Linked DNA regions of Hordeum vulgare: region 1 is linked to region 2. The links are chromatin contacts, called in public Hi-C maps. All regions are on one chromosome and are shown on one strand. The core of a region is the stretch at or near the end of the contact, and the rest is flanking DNA. Distances in the headings are between cores, read along the strand shown. Region 1 has its middle 40 kb from the start of LOC123398847. Region 2 holds the start of LOC123398847.

The links. A called contact is a pair of places that touch in the nucleus more often than the background predicts.
Region 1: a Hi-C map of leaf shows a contact between it and region 2, with 4 times the contacts expected there. The contact joins the enhancer-like site here to the promoter of LOC123398847 in region 2. A contact is called at or near these places in 1 of 6 Hi-C or Micro-C datasets (leaf) and 1 of 1 datasets of contacts at active chromatin or transcription factors (embryo).

What each region holds. Positions count from the first base shown.
Region 1 is chr5H:464,538,087-464,544,174 of MorexV3_pseudomolecules_assembly, reverse strand. No RefSeq gene overlaps it. Among protein-coding and RNA genes, the nearest start is that of LOC123398847, 40 kb to the right of the region's middle. Within about 2 kb of position 3,229, at least 3 of the 3 cell types and tissues checked have open chromatin away from gene starts, as enhancers often do. A contact at or near this core is called in leaf, where this site is marked.
Region 2 is chr5H:464,499,368-464,505,199 of MorexV3_pseudomolecules_assembly, reverse strand. It overlaps LOC123398847, which reads left to right and starts at 4,172. Exons shown (of 10, transcript XM_045093297.1): 1 at 4,172-4,644; 2 at 5,332-5,454; 3 at 5,549-5,665; 4 at 5,754-5,832. The coding sequence starts at 4,579.

The sequences.
Region 1 (6,088 bases), core at 1,980-4,479, 40 kb before region 2:
ACACATCATCAAAAATCCTATGTGTTAAAATTACCAACAACCATCTTACAATCATTGGAGATGCCTAAAAAGACACTGCTCCTTGCATGTGGCATGCACATTGGCGGGAAATAATTAACATGGCCAAATTGGCACGCAATATGCGTACGAGCACGACGCATGTACACATATAGCACGGCTCGTGCACGTGGCACGTGAACGAGCAGCCCGGGATATGTGCACCACTTGCAATGTCGCAATTGGCAATTGGCATTACGTGCAGGGCATTACGTTGCTTCAAGGGCAGATTTAGCGGAGATGAAGCCCCGGCCCCGGCCGTTTTATAATGGCCAGGAGAAATAAATTCCACACGTTGCACGGCCATGTTTCCGGTACAGACGGAGTACCGGGCCGGGCGTGAGGTGTCCATCGGAACAGTGAAACGCTGGTGAGAAATTAGAAGGGAAATCACACGGCGGCTGGTGCACATTTGGACACCAGCTAGCTAGCCGTGCGTACGTGAAGTACTGCAGGCAGGGTGCGTGGCCACGAATGGAGTGAAAACCAAACTCCCCGTGAGACGTACGTACGTGCAGTATTTATGAGCCGCTTTCTCCAACTGATAGTTTCAGCTTGTGGTTTCTTCCTTCCCCATGAATGAATGTTTCGCTCGTACCACCGAGACCCAAAGAGAGGGAACAAACCGCGGCGCGTCCACGCGTACGTGCGTGCGGCCGCGCCGCCGTCCAGCTCTTGGCTTGACGGATTTTCACAGTGTCAGCCACGCGTCCGGAAGCGTCTGCGGACGGGTTTCCCCAGCCGTACGTGCATGCATGCCACGGGCACAGGACGTGTGAGGCCAAGCTATTCATGGACCGGTTGATGTGGGTTCCTGCCGTGCCTTGTGTGTAGCCTGCTGGGCTTCGTAGGAAAGCAGCAACGCGCGGGCGTGAGTGGACCACGCACGCACGGCCACACCAACGATCTTCGGTCGATTTGGTTCTTCGGTGCCCACTCCGTCCTTTCGCTACGTGTGCGTGCATGCATGCGATCTTTCACCGTCTCAGTCATCCATTCTGGATATCTACTGTATATAGCTCCACGGTCGTTTTGCATGGTAGATCGATGCGATAAACCCTCTAATTGTCACGTACGTGAGCAAGATTTTGCTGGCTCATCGGTACATTTTCCGTCTACACTCAAAATCAACGGCTCCATTTCCCCATCTCTGTCGTGTGAACTTCAGCGGAGGCAAAAGTAGGCGCTGAAATGAATATATGCTTAGAGTAAGAAGCCGCTCGAAAGTAAGCTTTGTTGGCATTAATTTACTCCCACATGACGATGGCAGGCTTTTGAGGCGCGGCATATATTCTTGCCGGCGAGGCCTCTTTAAGTGCGAGACAAGTTTGGAACCGAAGGCGACGGAACCCAACCTCGGTTTGCCTTGGCAGAAATGCAGGCATTGTCGACACCTGACGCTGACGGTACCTACGTACGTCCACAAATAAACTGCGTCCGACGCCGACGCTCGGTATATGTGCTCTTTCAGGGAGACGAAAGCAACCATGCATGACTTTTGTGTCCGGTACTGAATCTTGTACTACAATGGAGGTAGTACCTCCTGCACAGCTAGCTGCCGCCTCGCTTTCATCAACTTTTTCAGCTTCCGTAGAACGAGACGACGGCCTCATCCACAGTGAAGCTACGTACGACGTGCATCCATAATTCCGTACACGTAATATTTGTGTGATGTAGGGGGGAAAGAAGAGGTGCGAATTCCGTCGACGTGTTGGCCGTGAAAAAACATCATCAGTACTGTGCTGCTGTGGAAGGGTCGCCGGGGCCAAGTGCCGTCGGATCAGTGCTGCAGTCGTGGGGGATTGCATGCCGACTACTGATCGTGCATTGGACACGTGGGTCAGCCGGCAGAAAGGCGTAGAACCTTTTTTCTGACAAAAGGAGGCCATGGACCATGGAACGAGTTAGATTTTGAGATTTCCTTTTTCTTACAGTAGGCTGAGCGTAACGCTCGATCGGGGCGTAATTATGCATCTCAAATGCGTACAATGCTGCTTCTTTTGTTCAATCGGAATGTTTATTAGTACTACATACATACAATGCTTGTGAGGATGTCCTTTGCCGGATTTTAAATGTTTAGAAGACTAGATCGAAAGGGCAGCACGATCGATTTAGACATACTATAACAAAGCCGAAGTCAACTTAAGTTTAGACGCATCGCATTCCATTTTCAGCGACGTACGGGTGACCACTCAACCGATCTTTCTATTGAAAGAAAAGAAAATCGTCAGTTAAACGATTGTTCGATTAGGATGTTCGTACTATAGCTGGAACATTTCTGAGTCGTTGGACGGATAGACACTATCTACGAGAAACATTTTAACCCGTTAAGCAGAGGTGGTGGTCATGATTGACCCGTGCGTAGGTACAGCAGTACAGAGCGGGGGTCTCTGTCGCACAGTACGTAGTATCTCCAGCGTCAAACACTCGGCCATTTTGGGGCTGCAGGTCACGTGGACAAAGGCAGCCGACATGGAGCAGAGCCGCTAGCTGGCCACGGAAAGCGCGGGGATTACCGGATTGCTTCGGCGCTCCGCGATCGGCATGTGCGTGCGTGCGTGCGTGCTCTTCCTCTGCCGCGCCCGGTGCAGCTTTACCAGCCCGCCCACACGTACCGTACAAAACCAGGCCGTTAAAGCCTTCTTATATGACGCTTATATCCAACCGATCGAACGGTAGTAATCTTTTGTAGGATAGGATCGAATGGTCGTCTTAATCTAAACGTGGAGCCGTGGGCTGTCCTCCATCTCCACGCCACGTGCTCCGGGCTTAACATGGCCATATTGCTGGTCACTGAGGCAGAGCAAGTAGAAGGGTCTACTGTTCCTCCTGCATTGCACGGCGCGCCACACACGCACGCCTGCCACCACCACCACCCACCGGCGCAGGCAATAATTTGTACTGTGCCGCACGTCGCAACTCGGGTCGACCGAAACGGAGGCAGGCGATTCGAGTAGTAGTAATGAAACCAGTAAAAGGCGAGCGAAGCCATCGAACGGTCCGTGTAGCATGCAATGCATGGATCCGTCGCTGGAGGCTGGAGGGGCCTGCCGAAGCTGTAAAGTGAAACTTGCTTGCTTGGAAAATCAAAGTGCGGAGCGGCACGCAGCACGCTGCTGCATGATTTACCTGCGTGGCCGGCCCACGGCAGCTGCACAGCAGAACACGCTTGGGCCCGGAGAGACTGGCGCGTGGCCCTGGCCTCACGTTCCGCGGGGAGTGGAGCAATTTCGTGGTAGCGGTTTCTCTCTGCCTGCTGCTGGGACCCGGTCCGCGTGCGTGTCCAGATGTCAGGGTCGTCTACGGACGCCGACTCAACGAGTGACGACGTTCCGATCCGCACGGCTAAACCTCAGAATGGTTTGATATTTGAACCATATCCCTTCATTTATCTTTTAAAATCATATTTAAACCATATCCCCATTTAATGCTATTTTTAACCCAACTAAAATCAAATCCATTATTTTTTTCACCCAAACCAATTTAAACTCAATACATAATCATTGGTTTAAACCCAATACATAACTATCAGTTTAGTTTAATGTACATATGATTACACAAATTAACATGTTAAGAAGCAAATGAGATACGAAAGGCATAAACGCATCTATAACAGTTTAGAAACAAAGTTATCCTTGAGATACAGTCACCACACGGCAAGAGTCAAAAAGAACGTGCCCATGGCTGAAAAACTCACTAAAATGTATTAAAACCAAATTGGTTAAGGAAAGCACAAGCAAACACTTCCAATTTTTATGTGGTGTATTCCCATAATAAATAATTACATAATGAATTTACAACATGCATGCGGATCAAAGATACTCGTTCTCGGTCGTCTTTGATTATTGCATATAACCAATGTCTAAAAATCGGTTTGGACCCATAATTTATAACCGCTAATAACCAAACCGTTTAAACCCATAACCAACTATACCTAAATTGGTTTCTCCACATACCCAAACCAAAACCAAACTAAAAAAATCTCAGCCTAATAAAACATGAATCAATCAAACTCAAAGTAAGAACCAAACCGTTACACCCGTTTTTTTAATAACCATTCTCAGGTTTATGCACGGGGATGTGGGAAATAATACTATATGCACATGGTGATTGATACAAAACTTTAGACGAAAAGACCGTGGACTCACCTAATTGGTTTCCACCTGATTTTCAGGTGGTGGACCCGTACTTATAGTTAAATCTCTATCAATCACACCCCCATCAGCCCGTAAGCCCCTCTAAACTCCTTGTACGTCTAACATTGCTCTGGTTTGCCAAAGAACTTTCTGCCCGAGTATGTCGGTACTACTACCTTCATCTCAGTTTAAAAGGTATGGTTAAATTTACGTGCATCATAATATATAAGGTTTAGGACATATTGTATTTACTCCTAACAGCTAATTACTACTATGGTATACTAGTATTTCTATATGCATGTGTAGTGTGAATATTATTTTTCAGTCCATCTCACAGCCAATCAATAACTACCTAGGTTTCACAACATTTCCAAGTTGACGAAGGGAGTACTACGAGCGTTGTTACACATAAATTACACGGGCCTCCGAAATGCGCCCAAATGTAAACCAGAATTTACTGAGCCTAAATGCAACGTCTGTTGGGGAACGTCGCATGGGAAACAAAATTTTCCTACGCACACGAAGACCTATCATGGTGATGTCCATCTATGAGAGTGGGATTTCCGATCTACGTACCCTTGTAGATCACACAGTGGGAAGCGTTAAGAAACGGGGTTGATGTAGTGGAACATCCTCACGTCCCTCGATCCGCCCCGCGAACCGTCCCGCGATCCGTCCCACGATCCGCTCTGATCTAGTGCCGAACGGACGACACCTCCACGTTCAGCACACGTACAGCTCGACGATGATCTCGGCCTTCTTGATCCAGCAAGAGAGACGGAGAGGTAGATGAGTTCTCCGGCAGCGTGATGGTGCTCCGGAGGTTGGTGGTGATCTTATCTCAGCAGGGCTCCGCTCGAGCTCCGCAGAAACGCGATCTAGAAGAAATACCGTGGAGGTATGTGGTCGGGCTCCCGTGCTAAAGTTATCTCAAATCAGCCATAATACCTCAGTATATATAGGAGGGAGGGGAGGGACCTTGCCTTGAGGCTCAAGGGAGCCCCAAGGGGTCGGCTGAAGGGGGGAGGAGGAATCCTCCTCCAATCCTAGTCCAACTAGGATTGAAAGGTGGAGTCTTTCCCTTCCTTCCCACTTCCCCATTTTTTACTTTCTCTTTGATTTTTCTTATCTCCTGCGCAGGGGCCTTCTTGGGCTTGCCCACCAGCCCAATAAGGGCTGGTGCGGCACCCCTAAGGCCTATGGGATTCCCCCGGGTGGGCTGGCCCCCTAGTGAACATCCGGAACCCATTCGTCACTCCCGGTACACTCCCGGTAATGCCAAAAACTTTTTCGTAATCAAATGAGGTCATCCTATATATCAATCTTCGTCTCCGGACCATTCCGGAAACACTCGTGACGTTCGTGATATCATCTGGGACTCTGAACAACATTCGCTAACCAACCATATAACTCAAATACGCATAAAACAACGCCGAACCTTAAGTGTGCACACCCTGCGGGTTCGAGAACTATGTAGACATGACCCGAGGGACTCCTCGGTCAATATCCAATAGCGGGACCTGGATGCCCATATTGGATCCTACATATTCTACGAAGATCTTATCGTTTGAACCTCAATGCCAAGGATTCATATAATCCCGTTTGTCATTCCCTTTGTCCTTCGGTATGTTACTTGCCCGAGATTCGATCGTCAGTATCCGCACACCTATTTCAATCTCGTTTACCGGCAAGTCTCTTTACTCGTTCCGTAATACAATATACCGTGACTTACACTAAGTCACATTGCTTGCAAGGCTTGTGTGTGATGTTGTATTACCGAGTGGGCCCCGAGATACCTCTCCGTCACACGGAGTGACAAATCCCAGTCTTGATCCATACTAAATCAACGGCCACCTTCGAAGATACCTGTAGAGCATCTTTATAGTGACCCAGTT
Region 2 (5,832 bases), core at 2,923-5,422:
ATAGCAGGTGAGCTCTTCCTCGTTATCCTCTTCTTTCAATGGTGGCACGAGGCAGCGAGGCACGCTTGAGAATCTTGATAGACGCGTCTGGGAGATCTTTGTGATGGAGTTGGTGGAGGGCGAGAGCCTTACGCTTCTCGCGTGTGAGCAGTACTATCACCGTGAGTGTATTCGGAGGAAGGACGCGTGCCCTGTTTGTAAAGAAGAGACCACATAGATTGATATAGACATATCTAAATAAGCATATATTTATAGCTATAATGCTTTTTTATGGTTCCGACACTTCGCATTCTATTATTACTAAAGACATACATGGCGTTATCCAACTAACAAATTATATTGTTATTGATCTGCTAATTGTTAACCGATTATCTAGCAAATACTCCCTTCTTTCAAAAATACATATCGTCGTTTTAGATAATATTACTATAGTTATTATATCATCATTTTGTTCTTTAGTCCTAGAATGAATTAGCAAATGAGGGATTATACTAGGAAGAGGGAAGAGGAGGATGCTGAAATGATGCCATTATTTTGTTCCTAACTTGATTGTTATCGAAAAATATTACTATTCATGTAGTATACTTTTTCTTACTCACAAACCATTTATTTGTTTGAAATTCTTTGTTCGCAAGCATCATGGTGAGGGGTTTGGATGTCGTCGCGAGACCGTTTGCCCAGGTGACATTAGGAGTATGAGTGGGCAGTGGTGGAGCTTAAGTAGGGCTAGGGGGGCATAGCCCCCCTACCCTATAGAAATTATGTGAAATGTCATTAATTGCTAAGCTATTCTTTGAAGATTATCAAACTTTAATACAAATTTGTCCTTTTTCCCCTCATCTTTCCTTTGCCTCTCAACAATCACTATCTAGCTCAGCTACCCCGACAAACGCGTTTGCGAGATTTGTGTGGAGAATTTTGTGGATGGCGATTGCCTCACGTTCCTCGTGTGTGAGCATTACTACCGCCCCCACTGCACTCGGGACTGGCTATGGAGTAAAAACGCGTGGCCTATTTGCAAAGAGTAGGCTGCATATAGCTATAATATTTTTTTACAGTTCCAAAAGTATTCATAGTATTATCAATTAATACTTACGAAAGGTTACCCTACTAACCGATTATATTGTGAAATGAAATGGAATTGTTAACCGGTTATATTTCTATGAAATACTCACTTCATTCTAAAATACTTATCTTCCTTTTAGATCAAATTACCATATATATTATTCTATTAGCACATTAGAATTATCGTTTTGTTCTTTAGTCCTAGAATGAATTCAGAAATGAGGGATTACACTAGGAATAGAGAGGACGAGGATGACGAAATAATGCCATTATTTCTTTTGTGGCTTAGTTGTTATTGAAAAAAGATTATTCACATATTATAGTTATTTGTTTACAATTAAACCATTATGGTTTTGAAATTATTTTGTGTAAGCATCATGGTGTGGGGTTTGAATGTTGTCTTCCGTCCCTCTGTCCAACCAAAGGGGGGAGGACAGTGGGTAGTGGCGCAACTTCACTAGGGCAAAGTGGGGCTATGGACTCCCTACCCTAGAGAAATTATGTGAAATTCCATTGATTGGTAAGCTAAAAAATGAAGATTATCAAAGTTCAAGAAGAATTTGTGTTTTGCCCCCCTCAACTCTGCTTTGTACCCTCAATAATAAGTGGCAAGCTCTGCCACTAAATAGCCCATCATACGAGCACAATAACTTCAATGGAGTCACCTAGTGGAAGGTGCGAGATTATACAAAATTACTTTATAGTTGAATCTTGTCCAAAATAGTAGTGTAATTCTGGAAGGGTGGATAAGTGAGTTGTTCAACTCATTGAGCTCGTTCTCGCGAAGCCCACCGCTAAGCTCAGTAAGCTTAAGGAGTAAAAAAAGAAACTACTCTTGAGAGCATAATACTTCGTGTGTGTGTGTGTGCGCGCGCGCATTTGTTTGTATGTCCTCCCTTGGAGCTTTTGATAATTCATGACAACACACGTTGTCTCTTGGACAAATATTTTTATCTATTTTATTTCAGATGAGCTCCACACAAAGAACTGGCTGGAATGTGAGAAGTCCCAAGGAAGGAGAAGAATAGGATTGGCCAAGCCTCAAGCTTCAAGACTCTACATTTCGCATTTTGTGAGAAATGATATTTGAGTTCATAGGAAAATCAATACTATTAAAAGGGGATGAGGTATCTATGACGATCTGATTGCTCAAGTGCTTAGAGTTAGCCACCAAAAACCCTCATGAAATTCTCCCACAAAATATGAAAATCTGTGCCACCAACTTTTCCAAATCGGCCCTACCGAGTTTCACCCTAGACACATCCAGAGCCAAACACTTCCTTCTCGGTGATCCCAAGTTGATTTCGGTGCAACCGAAAAACAGTGACCAACTCCTTGGTGTCCACTTGCTGAAAATCGCAATTTCCAATCACATATTGTTTTGCTTTTGCGAGGCTCAAGACGAGGCTCACTTGTACGCTGACCTGTTCGGCTGTGGGTTGGACCAGTTTCCAATCACATATTTGGGGATACCAATACATTATCAGAGACTCACAAATGCTGAATGGAAACACGTCGAGGAGAGATTACAAAAAATACAAAGTTGTTGAAAAGGTAAACTGCTATCTCTGAGTGGAAGATTGATTATCATAAATTCAATACTAAGTAATATGGTACTATATATGATTTGCTTCTTCCAATTGCCAAAAGGAGTATAACATAGATTGCATTACTTTTGATCAAGATTTTTTTGGCAAGGAGATTGCGAGAGAAATAAATACCGATTGGCTAAATGGAGTGTGGTTTGCCATCCCAAATACCAAGGCGGGTTGGACATTCATGACCTGGAGATTAAGAATAGGGCCCTACTCGACAAATGGTTATTTAGGTTACTAACATAAAATGGTTTATGGCAAACCCTCCTAAGGAGAAAATGTGTGGTTCCAAGGCATTATCACAAGTATATTGAAAGCCTAGTGATTCTCACTTTTGGACGGGTCTAATGGCTACAAAGGAATATTTCTTCTACTATGGATCCTTCTCGATAAAGGACGGTTTGTAAATTAGATTCTCGGAGGATAAGTGGCTTGATAATGCTATATTCCTGGAACAATTTCCTGCTCTATACAACATTACGCGTCACAAAGGTGACACTATCGCCATGGTTTTGAAATCATTTCTGCCAAATGTGACGTTCACAAGAGATTTATTTGGACCGAGACTCCAATCATGGAACATCCTGCTTCAGCGGTTGTCCACGGTACATTTCTCATATGGGTCCGATGTATTTTGTTGGAACCTACATGGGAATGAACAATTCTTAGTGGAGTCTATGTATAGAGTCGTACTCTATTGTGATGTGCTAGTTGATAATAACAAGAAGATCTCGAAGATGAAGATACCACTTAAGAATAAAATCTTTGCACGGTATCTTCGTCGTGGAGTCATTCTTACTAAAGATAACCTTATTAAGAGGAATTGGTATGAAAGTACGCAATGTGTATTTTGTGAGCATGATGACACAATGAAACATTTGTTCTTCCAATGTAAATTGGCTCATCCTATATGGCGAGTCATCCAAATAGCTTCTCGCTTGTATCTTTCTTGTAGTGTTGCTAATATATTTGGCAAGTAGTCACATGAGATTAATCACATGTTTAGAACTCTTCTAAGGGTGGAGCGTTTGCCGTTATTTGGTCGCTTTGGCTCTATAGAAATGATAAAGTTTTTAATGATAAAAATATTTCTGCTATGCAGGTTATCTACAGATGTACCGGGACTCTTCGTTTATGGTTCTATCTACAACGTGTGAAGAATCGAGACGTGCTTATGGAGATGTGTACACAATTGGAAGATACGGCGAGGGATATAATTACCCGACATAGATGGCAGCATGGTCTTAGGATTGCCCTCCTCAGGTTTAGGGTTATTCGAACTTTATTTATTTGTATTTCACCTTTATTTTCTTTTACTCTTTGTAAGAGGAATTTCTTTGATTATATGCATTTTCGTTATGTAGAAACAATCGACAAATAGTCACAACTCATCGCCGAGAAAACAGTTGTAAATACGAATCCATACACTGAAAGAAATACATATTTACCAAGGGTTCTGCCTGCAAAACGTGAGAGCTTAATTACGCTTCCGCAAGAGCGCAACTAGTACTAGAAGGGGGCTGCGCTCTGCAACCTGCGAGCTAAACTCCATTCCCACGGCCGAGGGAAGAGAGAGAGAGGCCAACCGCGAGCCGAGAGCGCCACGCATCGCCATCGCCGCAATCCCAATTCCCACGCACGCCAACCAATCCTGCCCTTAACCCAATCGGGAACGCTACCCAACCGAATCCGCCAGCAGAGGCCGCGCTTGCGGTGGCTTGGACCGCGCGCGCCCCTTCCCGCCGCCCAGGAGCACCGCCAGAGCTCGCGGTGCCTTTAATGGCGCTGGAGACTTCCCCCGCGGTCCGTAGGCCCGCCACGAAGAGGATTTAACTCGCAGGCTCCTTGCTCCGCTCCGTCGCAGCGCACGCACCACTTGGTGTTGACTGTTGACAGAGGCGAGCACACGGCGTCGGAGATGAATGGCCGGGCTCGGAGGCCGGCGGCGGCGCACGGCGCGAAGGCTGCCCCGAAGGGCGACAGGGTAGGCCTCCTCAACCCTGCCTCTCCGCTTCTTCCGCGACGTCTGGCTCCGCCACTTGCATTTGGATGATTAGAATTAGCATTGCGCGCCTTTGTTCGTGGAATTGAGCGCCCAGGAGGTGACAATGTGCGGTTATTTCTTGGGTTTCCGTGCGGGGCTCTCGATTCCCCGGTCGCCCTCGGTAGCCACCGCCCGCATGATCGGAAAGCTTGCGGCTTTGCCGTCTGTTCAGTCGTTCGAACTCCGTGTTTGAATGTTTTTCCCTTTTTCCCCTTGGGTTCCCGTGCGCCTTTCCGTGGTTGTTTAGCGTTTGTTGCTGTTAAATCTGCTGCACCGTCCATGTTGTTTTCTGTCCGACGGACTATTTAACGCGGAAGAGTACATCGGCCAGCACTGTAGTTTCGTTTGGTGTTCGTGCAGTGCCAAGCGACGATCCATATGGGCAGGGCTCGTCTCGTTCGTCTCCACACGGCATCGGTTGCTTTAGGGAGCAGCTCGAATTGGGTGCCCTCCCGATCGCCGCCGAGCCCCGATTTCCCCCCTCTTTAATCCGCTTTGCTTTACCTTTAATCGACCGGGGACTACAGCCAGGAATCTGTCGCTTTGCTTTTGTTAGTAGTTTCTTTGACAGCCAGCTAGCCGAATGGATGGATGAGGCTCTTTTCCCTGATGGCATTTTGCGTCCAGATGATGCAGAAGGAGCAGAGGAAGGCCATGCCGGCCAAGGCACCGACCGCCAACGCGGCGGCCAGAGGCATGGCGAGCAGAATCCAGTCGAGGAGAGAGCGGAAGCTCGCGCTGCAGCAGGACGTGGGTGAAATGAATTCTCTCTCATTTCTTGTCGAATGCAAGGAATCTTGCCTGCACTGCGTTGGTTGTGACGGTGCTGGGGAAATTCTGCTAGGTGGAGAAGCTGAAGAAGAAGCTGCGGCACGAGGAGAACGTCCACCGAGCTCTGGAGCGGGCCTTCACCAGGCCGCTGGGCGCGCTGCCTCGCCTCCCCCCGTACCTGCCGTCTCAAGTCAGTAGCGCCACGTTCTGCGTACGCGTTGGGCAATTCGATTTCCGTTTGTACCAATTCGATTGTAAAACTGAGTTGTGATGCGCAGACGCTGGCTCTTCTCGCGGAGGTGGCGGTGCTGGAGGAGGAGGTGGTGCGGCTGGAGGAGCAGGTGGTCAACTTCCGGC